Regions from separate parts of the Oryctolagus cuniculus genome. Here region 1 is linked to region 2. The links are chromatin contacts, called in public Micro-C maps. All regions are on one chromosome and are shown on one strand. Each heading gives the region's core, a stretch centred on a gene start, on an enhancer-like site or on the middle of the called end of the contact. The rest is flanking DNA. Distances are from core to core; before and after follow the strand shown. Region 1 has its middle 22 kb from the start of CDRT4. Region 2 overlaps PMP22 (peripheral myelin protein 22).

The links. A called contact is a pair of places that touch in the nucleus more often than the background predicts.
Region 1: a Micro-C map of ear pinna shows a contact between it and region 2, with 4 times the contacts expected there. The contact joins two enhancer-like sites. A contact is called at or near these places in 3 of 6 Hi-C or Micro-C datasets (ear pinna, psoas muscle and an unstated tissue).

The regions. Positions count from the first base shown.
Region 1 is chr17:59,324,180-59,329,495 of mOryCun1.1, reverse strand. It overlaps a transcript of TVP23C not described here. Among named protein-coding and RNA genes, the nearest start is that of CDRT4, 22 kb to the right of the region's middle. Within about 2 kb of position 3,660, at least 1 of the 8 cell types and tissues checked has an H3K27ac peak or open chromatin away from gene starts, as enhancers often do.
Region 2 is chr17:59,068,398-59,073,807 of mOryCun1.1, reverse strand. The region is part of intron 3 of PMP22 (peripheral myelin protein 22); the gene reads left to right. Among named protein-coding and RNA genes, the nearest start is that of PMP22, 10 kb to the left of the region's middle. Within about 2 kb of position 1,702, at least 1 of the 8 cell types and tissues checked has an H3K27ac peak or open chromatin away from gene starts, as enhancers often do.

The sequences.
Region 1 (5,316 bases), core at 2,411-4,910, 250 kb before region 2:
ACACACACACACACACAGACACACAGACACACAGACACACACACTTTTTCCATCTGCTGGTTCACTCCCATAAGGTCTGCAGCAGCCAGGTCTCAGGCCAAAGCCAGTAGCTTGGACTCCATCCAGATCTCCCACGTGGGCGGCAGGGACCCAAGCATTTGGGCCATCTCATGCTTCTTTCCCAGGCCTATTATTAGCAAGGAGCTGCGTTGGAATAGAAGCAGCCGGGACTCACCATTGCTCGGCCGATATATGCTGCTGGTGTTGTAGGCAATGGCTTAGCCTACTGCACCAGAACGCAGGCCCCAATTCAATGCATTTTCAACTTACAATGGGTTTATTGGATAATACCTTATTAGGCGTCAAAGAGCAGCTGTAGTTGTAACCAGCAGCTGCCTCTTACCTCCCAAGGGCATCCCTGCAACCTGGGCTGTATCAGCTGCCCTGCCCATCCCCCCTGCCCCATGACCTCCCCACAGACTAGCAGCTAGAGGGTTAATGCTAGTCAGTTGTAAGCCTCCAGGTCCCTCCTTCCCTCCAGTGGGTTGGTTGGGGTCAGGTCTTCTGCTAGATGTTGTGATCATCACCTTGGCTGAGCTCTGGGGGCTGATAAAGTAGGAAAACCCATCTGAAGCCAGGTCTGAGAATGATGGACTGGTGCTGTGGACCAGGATCCGGGTCTGAGAATGATGGACTGGTGCTGTGGACCAGGATCTGGGTCTGAGAATGACAGACAGGTGCTGTGGGCCAGGATCCCGGATGCCAAATCTTTAAGATCGTGCCCCTCTGAGTTTGCTCCTGCATCCCCAGTAGCTGTGTATTTATTTATAAATGTAAATAGGTACTACTGTACTATGATGCTCAATCTAAAAACCTGCTGAAAACTAGAAGTTCAAAATGAGATGAAAACAAACAGAAATCTTAAGTTAGAGCATTTTCTGTCCATTGCACAGCGACTCAGGCAGCCTCCTTTCCTGGGCGAGGGGAACTCACTTGCTGGGACCCTGTTGAGAAAATAGCAGAGCTGTAGCTGGGCAGTGAATTTCCCTGTCATTCCGGAAAGATGCAAGAGGAATGCAGGGAGGAAGTGGCTGATACCCACTTTACAGGTTAAAAAAAAACCACAAAATAGAAGCACAGAGGGATAAGCCACTTGCCCAAGTCATATAGGGAGGAAGTAGCAGAGTTGGAGCTTGGCTGTAAAACACACGACCAATAAGTAGACCCAGAAATCTTTCCAAGTATTACACGCATACCTTCTCCCGTACCATTTGTAAGTTATTCCTGGGTCATTTTACTGGTCCCAAAGCAACATTGCATAATGGAAACACTTGACTCAACACAGTGGTAGTGTCTTGGGCGAGTGAGAAGCGACCAGGAAGCCACAGGGAAGGAGAATGAAGGCCTAAGAAAGCCTTCTCAAAAGAGGCGAGGGTGGGACCTTCAGTCCTCCATGAAAACAGGCTGGGAGCTCCTGGCCGGGTTGGAGCAGAGCATGCTGGCAACTCAGGACATGTGTGTGTGCTGCTGCCTGCTTGGTCCACTGTGGGCAGGGCAGCTCTGTGGGGTCCGAGTGCAGATCCATGAAGTATCTCCATTGCTCCAGAGGTCTTTTTAGAAATGGAAAAGAGAATCTTCCATCTTTTGGTTCAGTCACAAAATGGCCACAACAGCCAGAATTGGGCCAATCTGGAGCCAGGAGCCAGGAGCCAGGAGCTTCTTCCAGGTCTCCCACGTGGGTGCAGGGGCCCAAGGACTTGGGCCATCTTCTACTGCTTTCCCAGGCCACAGCAGAGAGCTGGATTGGACGTAGAGCTGTTGGGACTTGAACTGGCGCCCATACGGGATGCCGGCGCTGCAGGCGGCAGCTTTACCCGCTACGCCACAGCGCTGCCCCAAGTGGTTCTATTTTGATACCCACTTTACAGATTAAAAAAAAAAAATAGAAGTACAAAGGGATAAGCGACTTGCCCAAGTCATATAGGGAGGAAGTAGCAGAGTTGGAGTTTGAACCCAGTCTTGCTCTGGATGTGGTGGTCCCAACCACTAGGCTTCACTGCCCAACACTGGTAAGAGAATTGACAGCTATCCCATGTCCTCATAGGTCCAGCAAACTCCCACCTCCACCTAAAAGCGCATCCACAGTCAGGTGCCTTGGTCCAAAAATTTCTAGGCATTTTGGAAAAGATGCAGAGACCAAATAAATAAATTGACAAAGGGATATTTCCTTTTATCTAATTGGACTTGTTTAATTTAAATGTTAAAGGTGGAAGGCTGTGGCTCCATGTCTGTCTCTACTACCATTGCCTCTTTAGTGCTAAGAAGGGGTATGCATTGGGTGTTGTTATTGTATGGGTGTGGTTTGTCCCCCAAGGGTTTATGTGTTCAAAGCATGGTCCTCAGTGTGGTTGTGTTGACGTGGGGGACCTTTAAGAGGTGGAGCCTAGTAGGAGGTCCTAAGAGTGGCATCCTGACTGGTCATGTGACCTTTAAGAGGTGGAGCTAAGTGCGAGGTCCGAAGACTGACTTCCTGTCCGGCCACAGTGCTCTTTCCTTCTCACACATCCTCCCCCCACTGTGATGCCTCTGTCTGTTATGGTTAAGGGGGCTCTCGCCAGAGCCTTGCTATGTTACCTGGACATTGTACTTCCAAATCAAATAAATGAGTCAAATAAGTCTCTCTCTTTTTTTTCAGAAGTGCCCAGCTTCAGGTATTTCATGACAGTAGCAAACATGGACTAATACTGAAATACTAATACTTGGGTCATCACCTGCTACCTCCCAGGCGCATTAGCAGGGAGCTGAGTCAGAAGCAGGGCAGCCAGGACTTGAACTGGCACTTGTATGGGATGCGGGCATTGCAGGTGACGCCTTAACCCGCTACGCCACAATGCTGGCCCCATTGCTTATTCTTAACTGCCTTGTTTCCACTCCTTTCCATTTTCCTTATTGGATTTCACCAAACCATAGTCTTACAAATAAACTTCTCCTGGCTTCCTTTGGATGCCATCACACTGGATGTGAAAAATCTCCACTCTTCAAAGGATTTAACCTTAGGAGCAATCCAGCTGGGCTCCAGACTGTAGTTAAAAAAAAGAAGAAAAATGTTGACGTAGAGCATCAGGAGGTGACCGTAAGTGCTCTGTATGTCTTCAGTTCCCTGTAGGGGCTGAAGGCTGTGCTTGATGAACTCTGGCCTCCAGGACTTTTTCATCAATGAACTGCCTCTGGAGCTTGCTCCAGGAAAACCTCCGTCTGGCCCCGCCCCGTCCCCAGATCCTCCTCCCCTTTGTTACACTCCCAGATGCTGTCGACAGGTGGCGCCAGCCGGCCTCGCTCTCCTCTGTGGCCCCATCGGAGGGGCGGGGTGGGGCGGGGCGAGGCCCAGAGTCTGAAGAAGGCCTGAGCCAGGGTCAAGATCTCTGGCATCTGGAATGCATTAAAAACAACCCACAAATCTGAATCTCAAAGGAGGGAGTGAGAGAGGGAGAGAGAGAGAGAGGAGAGAGGGGAGAGAGAGGAAAGAGAGAGAGGAAGAGGGCTAGGCTAGGGGCAGAGGGCTGGGAAGGGGATGCATGGGCCCAGGGTCACCACTGACAAGGGGCGGGGGGTCCATGATTGGGGTCATTGCAGACCTGGCCCCGGGGAGGAGTGGAGCCACGAGCTAGAGGTCCATGGATGGCGGGCCCGGGATCCTTGGAGTCTCTTTTCCGGGCAGGGTGGCCCCTCCTAGGCGGGGACAGAGAGGGAAGGGGTGGAGGCCTGCAGCTTCCTCCTCTGCCTGGAGCTGGGTCACTTTCCCCAAGTGACAAACCCTTGCCTCTGCAGGTCGTGACTGATGGGCCAGGGGCTGCCCAGGTCAAGTTCCAGACATTATGTGTGTGTGTGTGTGTGTGTGTGTGTGTGTGACAGCCTCCCCTCCACCCGCATTTGAGTTCAGAGTTTATTTGTTTTTTTCTGGGTCTTCATGATGAAATAGTGGTTTTAAAGGTTCCCCCATGTCACTCCTTAGCACCCAGGAGCTGGGGGACAATGACCAAGCACCACGGTGGGTGCGATCGGAGGTCACTCTCCCCCCACCCTCACCCCCAGGAAGGACACAGAACATCTCCTTCTCTGGGCTGTGCCACAGCGTTTGGGTTTGGGGAGTGAGGTGTGTTCTTGTCCTTCTCCTATGGCTGGAAGAAGCTATCGTGGAATAAAAAGGAAGAGGATCTGAGCCGGCCTGTTTGTAATAGCTCTGCTCGCCGTGTGTGTGTGTGTGTGTGTGTGTGTGTGTGTGTGTGTGTGACACCTGTTCTCATATCACGCTACCACTTTCCACCTAAACCACCCATTTCCGCCTCAGTCCCCCTACAGCTGGCTGCCCTGCTGTGCACGCCCTCATCATTCCCTGTTGCTCCTGTGTCTGGGTGGGAATGTGAGGAAGAAGCAGCTCAGAGCTGCGAGGCTGAGCTCCCAGGCCCGGCTACGTCCAGCACTACAGTTTGCATGTAGTTTGTTTCTCAAAGGTTCCTGTATCAGAAGCAGGGTCCCCAGTGTGAGGCGCTGGAACCGTGAAGAGTTGGGACCTAGGGGGAGGCAGTTTTGTAACTGGGGATGGCGGTGGCAGGGGTGGTGGTGGGGAACATTGTCTGTAGAAGGAATTAATGCTGGTATTGTGGAGTGAGTTAGCTCTCGTGCTATGAAAGAGCAAGACTGGTCTCTGGTATCCTGCCTTGCATGCACCTGCCACTGTGATGACATACACCTGAACTTGGACTTGCAGCCTCTGAACCTGGAAGAGGAATAAGCCTCTTTTCCTTGTCCGCACCCAGCCTCAGCCGTGCAATTGTGGCAACAGAACCTGGACTCATGCACTGGCCGACGGCAATAAAACCCTTTTCTGTCCAACTGATTGGTCATCGGGCTCCCTGTGGCAGGGACATAATATAGCTGGCCCCACAAATTTGATGTTCCCCTGCTTCTTCGGTGATGTACTGAGTGAAATAGAAACTGTTATTGACGGACCCTCCAGTCCGTTTGAGGTTAGGGAGGTGGGTGCTGTGAACACGTAATTAAACTCCAGGCAGTGGGAATGAACTTCAAGAGGGATGGAGGACAAAGGAGGAAAGGATCTAGTGGTTCTTGTGAACCCCAAGTTGACAAGAGATATGGGGATGGGACAGTGGTGGACAGGACACAACGCGGAGTAAACCTGACATCCTGCACCTTCTCACTGTTGTTGCAGATGAGCAACATCAGTCCAAGAAACCCAAAAGGAACTTGCATTCGAGGCAAAACATGTGACCAGCTCCTGAGTGGAAGAAATTGTGT
Region 2 (5,410 bases), core at 453-2,952:
AACTCCAGCTTCTTGCTAACGTGATGATGGCTCAAGGAACTGGGTTCCTGCCACCCACATGGGAAACCTGGAGTGAGCTCCTGGCTCCCAGTTATGGCCCAGGCATTGCAGGCATTTGAGGGAGGTGAACCAGTGAATGAGATTTCTCTCTCTCTCTCTCTCTCTCTCTCTCTCTAAGTAAGCTAATATTAAAAATAAATAAATGAAACCATCCTGAATATTGCATTTGGGGCAGATTGCATGGAATACCCAGGAGTGCCTGACAATGTGATGGTAACACTGCTGTCCCCAAAGCCACAGACAGCACCCCGTGCCTCCCCTGCAGGAAGCGACTGGGGCTGGGATTTGCTGTACTCCGTACTCGCTACTGACACCTGGTGGTCACAAGTGGCGACTCAGCCCGAGGAGGGCGAGCTTTCCCTGAGACTCCGGTCTCAGTGTCCACAGGCGCCATCCCCAAGTGGCATCTGGCCACGCGGGGCCGGCACGGAATCCGGCACTCTGTTGGGAGTAGCGGCCACTCGCGCTCCAAGCCTCGATCCGGGAGGGACAAGCGCTATTTTAAACGGGGAAAATTCTTAGCCCTCAACTTACCCTCGTGGGCCTGGCCCATCTTCTTGGGTTAAGGTGTCCTGGCTTCGAGGGCTGCCTGTCTGGCTGGTGGCGTTCCATGGCTGGGGGAGCGGGGGGCCCCAGAGTGTCCCTTCTCCTCCACGTGCGCCTTCTGGGCTCTCACACGTGGAGGACATCTGGACACACCCTAGGCAGGCTGGGTTTGCTTCCAGTTGTGCTTATGCTAAGTGAGAAGTGACCCGTGCTGACGGCCTCCTGCTGGGTCGTGGTGTGGGGCAGCTGCAGCTTGGAGTAGCGCCCCCTGCTGGGCCTCCTTGGCCGGCCCTTCCTTCCTTCCTTCCTTCCTTCCTTCCTTCCTTCCTTCCTTCCTTCCTTCCTTTCTTTCCTTTTTTTTTTTTTTAAATTTTTTATTCCTATACAGAGAACAGATTTTGTGGGGTTTTAAGAGGCCCATACTTTCATCCCTCTATGGGGTTTTACAGTCGCTGTGGCAAACAGTAAGGCAAAAAATAAAGTCCAGTTTTTGCCAAAGTCCCCTTGGCAAATGAACTGTTAGTGGCAAATCCCTTCTCATGCGTGTGTGTATTTGCCCCTAGACTGTTGGAAATGTCTTGTGAAGTCATCATATTCGTTTTTGAGCATCTCTGTGTGCAGAATCTGTTGTGAGTGTGTTAGGGGAGAGCCAGGTGGCTTGTGTCACTGGAAGTTTGTTTTCTGAAGGGGGCTTGCTTCTCTCTGGGGGTCACCATTCACATTGTTTTCTGTGTGAACGGAGCCTCCCGGCACTGTGCCACGTCTCGGTCTCTCACTGAGCTTATAGGGGTTTGAAGGGCACGGCTGTTTCCCCCCAAACCACCTCTTGCTGCTGGAAGTGGTTAGAGACGCCTTCGTGTTTTTAGAAATTTATTCACACACCTTCTGGCTGTCTCCTCCTCCACCTGGCTGTAGGCAGAGGTCGAAGCGTGTTCATTGTGACCTTGGGTCAGATAGACGTTCTCCTTGGCCCAGGGAATACCAGGAGCTGGACGTGATGGGCCTTGACCTTGAGTGATCCCAAGCATCACTGAGGAGTCAGCACACAAGTATGGAGGGATGAATCACCCACTCTGAGGGCAGCGTAGGGCAGATGGTGAGTGGGAGCTGATGAACAGTGCAAGGGACCAGGGAGGAAGTGGATGGGAAATCTCTGGTGGGAGGTAGAACTTGATCCAGCCCCCGGGACATAAGTACATGCAGGCTTTGGCGGGGGGGGGGGGGGGGGAGAGGGAATGTTCCCTGTGTGAGCAGTAGCAATTCAAGGCCAGGGGAAAGCAATGCGTGGGGTGTGGTAGACCAGTTGGCTGGTGTTCTGGTTAAGTGTGAACTCCAATGTGTGTACTAGATCATCTTCCCATGAGAGTTGTAAATAGGGTGGTTCCTTTGTCTTTCTTTTAGAAGAAGTCTGGCAGCAAGCAGGCTGGGAGAGGAATGACAGATCCATTGTCAGAAGCCAGGCACTTTCTAGTTCATTTCTTTGCTGTCTCTTGGGTTTGGCCCTTGTCGTCATAGACTAAGAGGTGCCATAGCTCCAGCCATCTCATCCATACACTGGGTGGAGACAGAAGGAGAGGAAGAATGTGTCCCTTGCTCTTTTAGTGACATATCCCTGGATAGACCACATGGTTTTCTACCTTTCCCTGCTAAGCTACTCACAGGGTCACACCTACAGTTGATAACGAGCGAGGTTGAGAACTGTCACGTGGACTTTGGGAAGCACGGCTTCTCCACTCATAGAAATTTAACAGCAGGTGCCTCCCCATGACCCGGGAGTGAGGCGCTTCCCTCGCGGACTCTGACCGTGCCCTCCATACCCAGGGGCGTGCTCCTATGATAGTTGCAATGGCTCCGTCCAGGGCTAAATTCCTTCAGCATTCTTTAGATTCTCCTAGGCACTGCCACTAGCCACAGAGCTGCCCAGGCAGCCCCCGGGCTCACTAGCCTGCACCTTCCCTTGCTTCCTTGTCATTCATTTCTTGTGTTGAATCCAACCCTGATCGTATCACTCCTCCTTTTAAAACAGAGCCCCTGCCTTTGTGTGAACCTCAGGTGGAGCTGTCACAGGTCTTGGTACCCTACCCGATGCACCTGCTCCTGCTTCCAGAAAACCTCCTCCTCCTCCTCCCCTGACCCTCCCACCCTGCCCTTCATCCTGGAATTTCACCATCTCTAGCGGCAGGATCTCTCCTCATCCCTCCTCTTCCATCCCCCGTCTCCTTCCCTTGTGATCTCTCATTTGGAACTATTTGTTGGATGTCTCCACTACTGGGGCATTGAGGACCTAAGAGTGAACGAGAGCTTTCATTTTTGTTGGACAAAACTGTCGATGAAGGGCTTGGGGGACAAGTGATGGAAACTGTAGCAAGAAGACGGGGTGATGGGATCTTGGGGGATTGCAATGGGGCAGGGAAGCCTCTTGGAGGGGTGACCCCCGGGGGTGTCATCAAGTTCAAGGTTGCCGAAGAGGGCATGAGGTGGGCGTAGGTGAGGACACGTGGGAGCAGAGAGCAAGGAGTAAGAGCTCAACTTCCTTCCAGATGCTCGGACGGCTCCCTGCTGTTTATGATGTCATTCAGACCTGCTGTGGCTTACATGTGTTTCTCAGTGGCGTGGTTTGTCCCAAGTGCTCCTGAATGCGTAGAAAGCATGTGTGCCCCCCATACAGCCCCAGGGACGGTCCTGGGGGATGAAATGGTTTTCTTTCCTTTTGTTGCCTCACACGCTTTCCTCGTGGAGACCTTTGATTGGCACGATCTGGAAAACACTTGAGGGATTTTGGTTGTTGTTGTAAGAGAAGGTTCTCTCTGCCTTTATTAAGAAAGTAGAATCTTAGGGCATGGAAAACAGGACCCACGGGGGTGGCATCTGCATAAGAAGCAAACAGGGGCACAGAACCGTGGAGCCGGTTCCTAGACCTGGAGCTTCTCAAACTGCTAAGATCTGGACAGCGGCTCGGGCTCAGGGCAGGGGTGTGCCAAGTCCCATCTGCACATCCCTACTGACCCAGAGAGTTCAAGCAAAATGTGTGCCTTGCAGATGCATGAACTACAGCTTTTTTTTCTTGTTGTTCTGAGCTTTCCAGAAGATGCAAATACCAAATCCCAATGTGCAGACGCATTCTCCTCTGTCCCCTCTGTGTGCACCTGCTGTGGAGCAGAACGGTCCATTCATGGGTGCCAGGCTGTTTGGAGGCTGGAAGGGCCCAGCCTTGGCCTGGCCCTGCCGCTTGGCCTGGTCCTCATGAGCTTCATATGGAGGCAGGGTCCAGGCAGAACTTGTCTTCAGCAGGTACCGTACCCCATCTCCGCTGCAGAGTCTTGCCTCAGAAGAACTAAGAGGTTGACAGACTTTTATCAATGGAGATGTTAGATGCCCGCCATGTGTACACTCCTGTGTCATTTTCCTTCTTAAAGGGGAAATCCGTGCTTAACCCCCACTCATAATGAGAATAATTGGGCCTGCCTCTACTCTGTCCCCAGAGCATCCTTTGCTACCCCCAGCCCCCTGCTGTCCCTCATTTCTTGGTGAGGACAAACAGGGGCCCATGTCTGCTGTGTCAAATTGTGGGCTGGAGCGAGGACCAGAAGCTGGGATGATGGCCACTTCTTACCTTCCTTTTTTTTTTTTTTTTTTTTTAAGTTTAAAGGCAGAGAGATGGTGTTTGCTTCAGCAGCACATATACTAACGGCAGAGAGAGGGAGAGGTAGAGAAAGAGAGGAGACAGATATTTTTTTTTGTCTGCTCATTTACTCCCCAAATAGCCTCAACAGCCTGGGCTGGGCAGGCTGCAGTCAGGAGCCAGGATCTCCAACCAGGTGTCTCACTTGGGTGGCAGGAGCCCAAGCACTTGGACCATTTTCCACTGCTTTCCCAGGTGCATTAGCAAGGAGCTGGATCAGAAGCGGAGCAGCCAGTAGTTGAACCAGGGCTCTGACATGGGATGCCGGTGTTGCAAGCTGTGGCTTAACCCACTGTGCCACAACACCAGCCCCCTCCTTACCTTTTCCATTTCGAGCAAAAGCAGGAATGAGCTCATGTCCATGAATGGGTTGTGGGCAGCATTAAGTCAGTGCTATGGATTAAAAAGGAGGAGAAGATAAACCTCTTGCCAGTGTCAACCTTCCCCGACATGAGCCCTTGGTGGTCTCTGGTGGTCTCTGTCTTCAGATTGATTGCAGATTTTCCCTTATGGATCCATTTGGTGGCATTGTCATTTTGGCTGGGATGCCAGACTCCCTCCTCCTCTGTGGCTCAGCTTTTGGTCAGATTGTAGAAAACACAAGAGACCCTCTGCACTTATGGGTTCATATTTTGTAATTTACCATCTTTGTGGCTTCCTGAGTCAACCCATAATCTCTCCCCCAAGTAATGGTTCTTGATTTTACAGGCACTTGTGGGATGCCCAGACCCCAGTGGGTGAAGGAAGTACAGTGGATAGGATGTGGTGTCCAAATGATGGTCTTTCCTTTTTTTTTTTTTTTTTTTAAGATTTATTTATTTGAGAGGCATAGATACAGACAGAAAGGTCTTCCATCCACTGGTTCACTCTCCAAATGGCTGCAATGGCCAGAGGTGGGCCCATCCAAAGCCAGGAGCAAGGAGCTTCTTCTGGGTCTCCCACATAGGTGGGTGCAGGGGCCCAAGGACCTAGGTCATCATCCATTGCTTTCCCCCAGCACATTAGCAGGGAGCTGGATTGGAAGTGGAGCAGCCAGGACTTGAACAGGTGCCCATATGAGATGGCAGCGCCACAGGCAAAGGCTTAACCTGCTATGCCACAGCATCGGCCCCCAAAGGATGG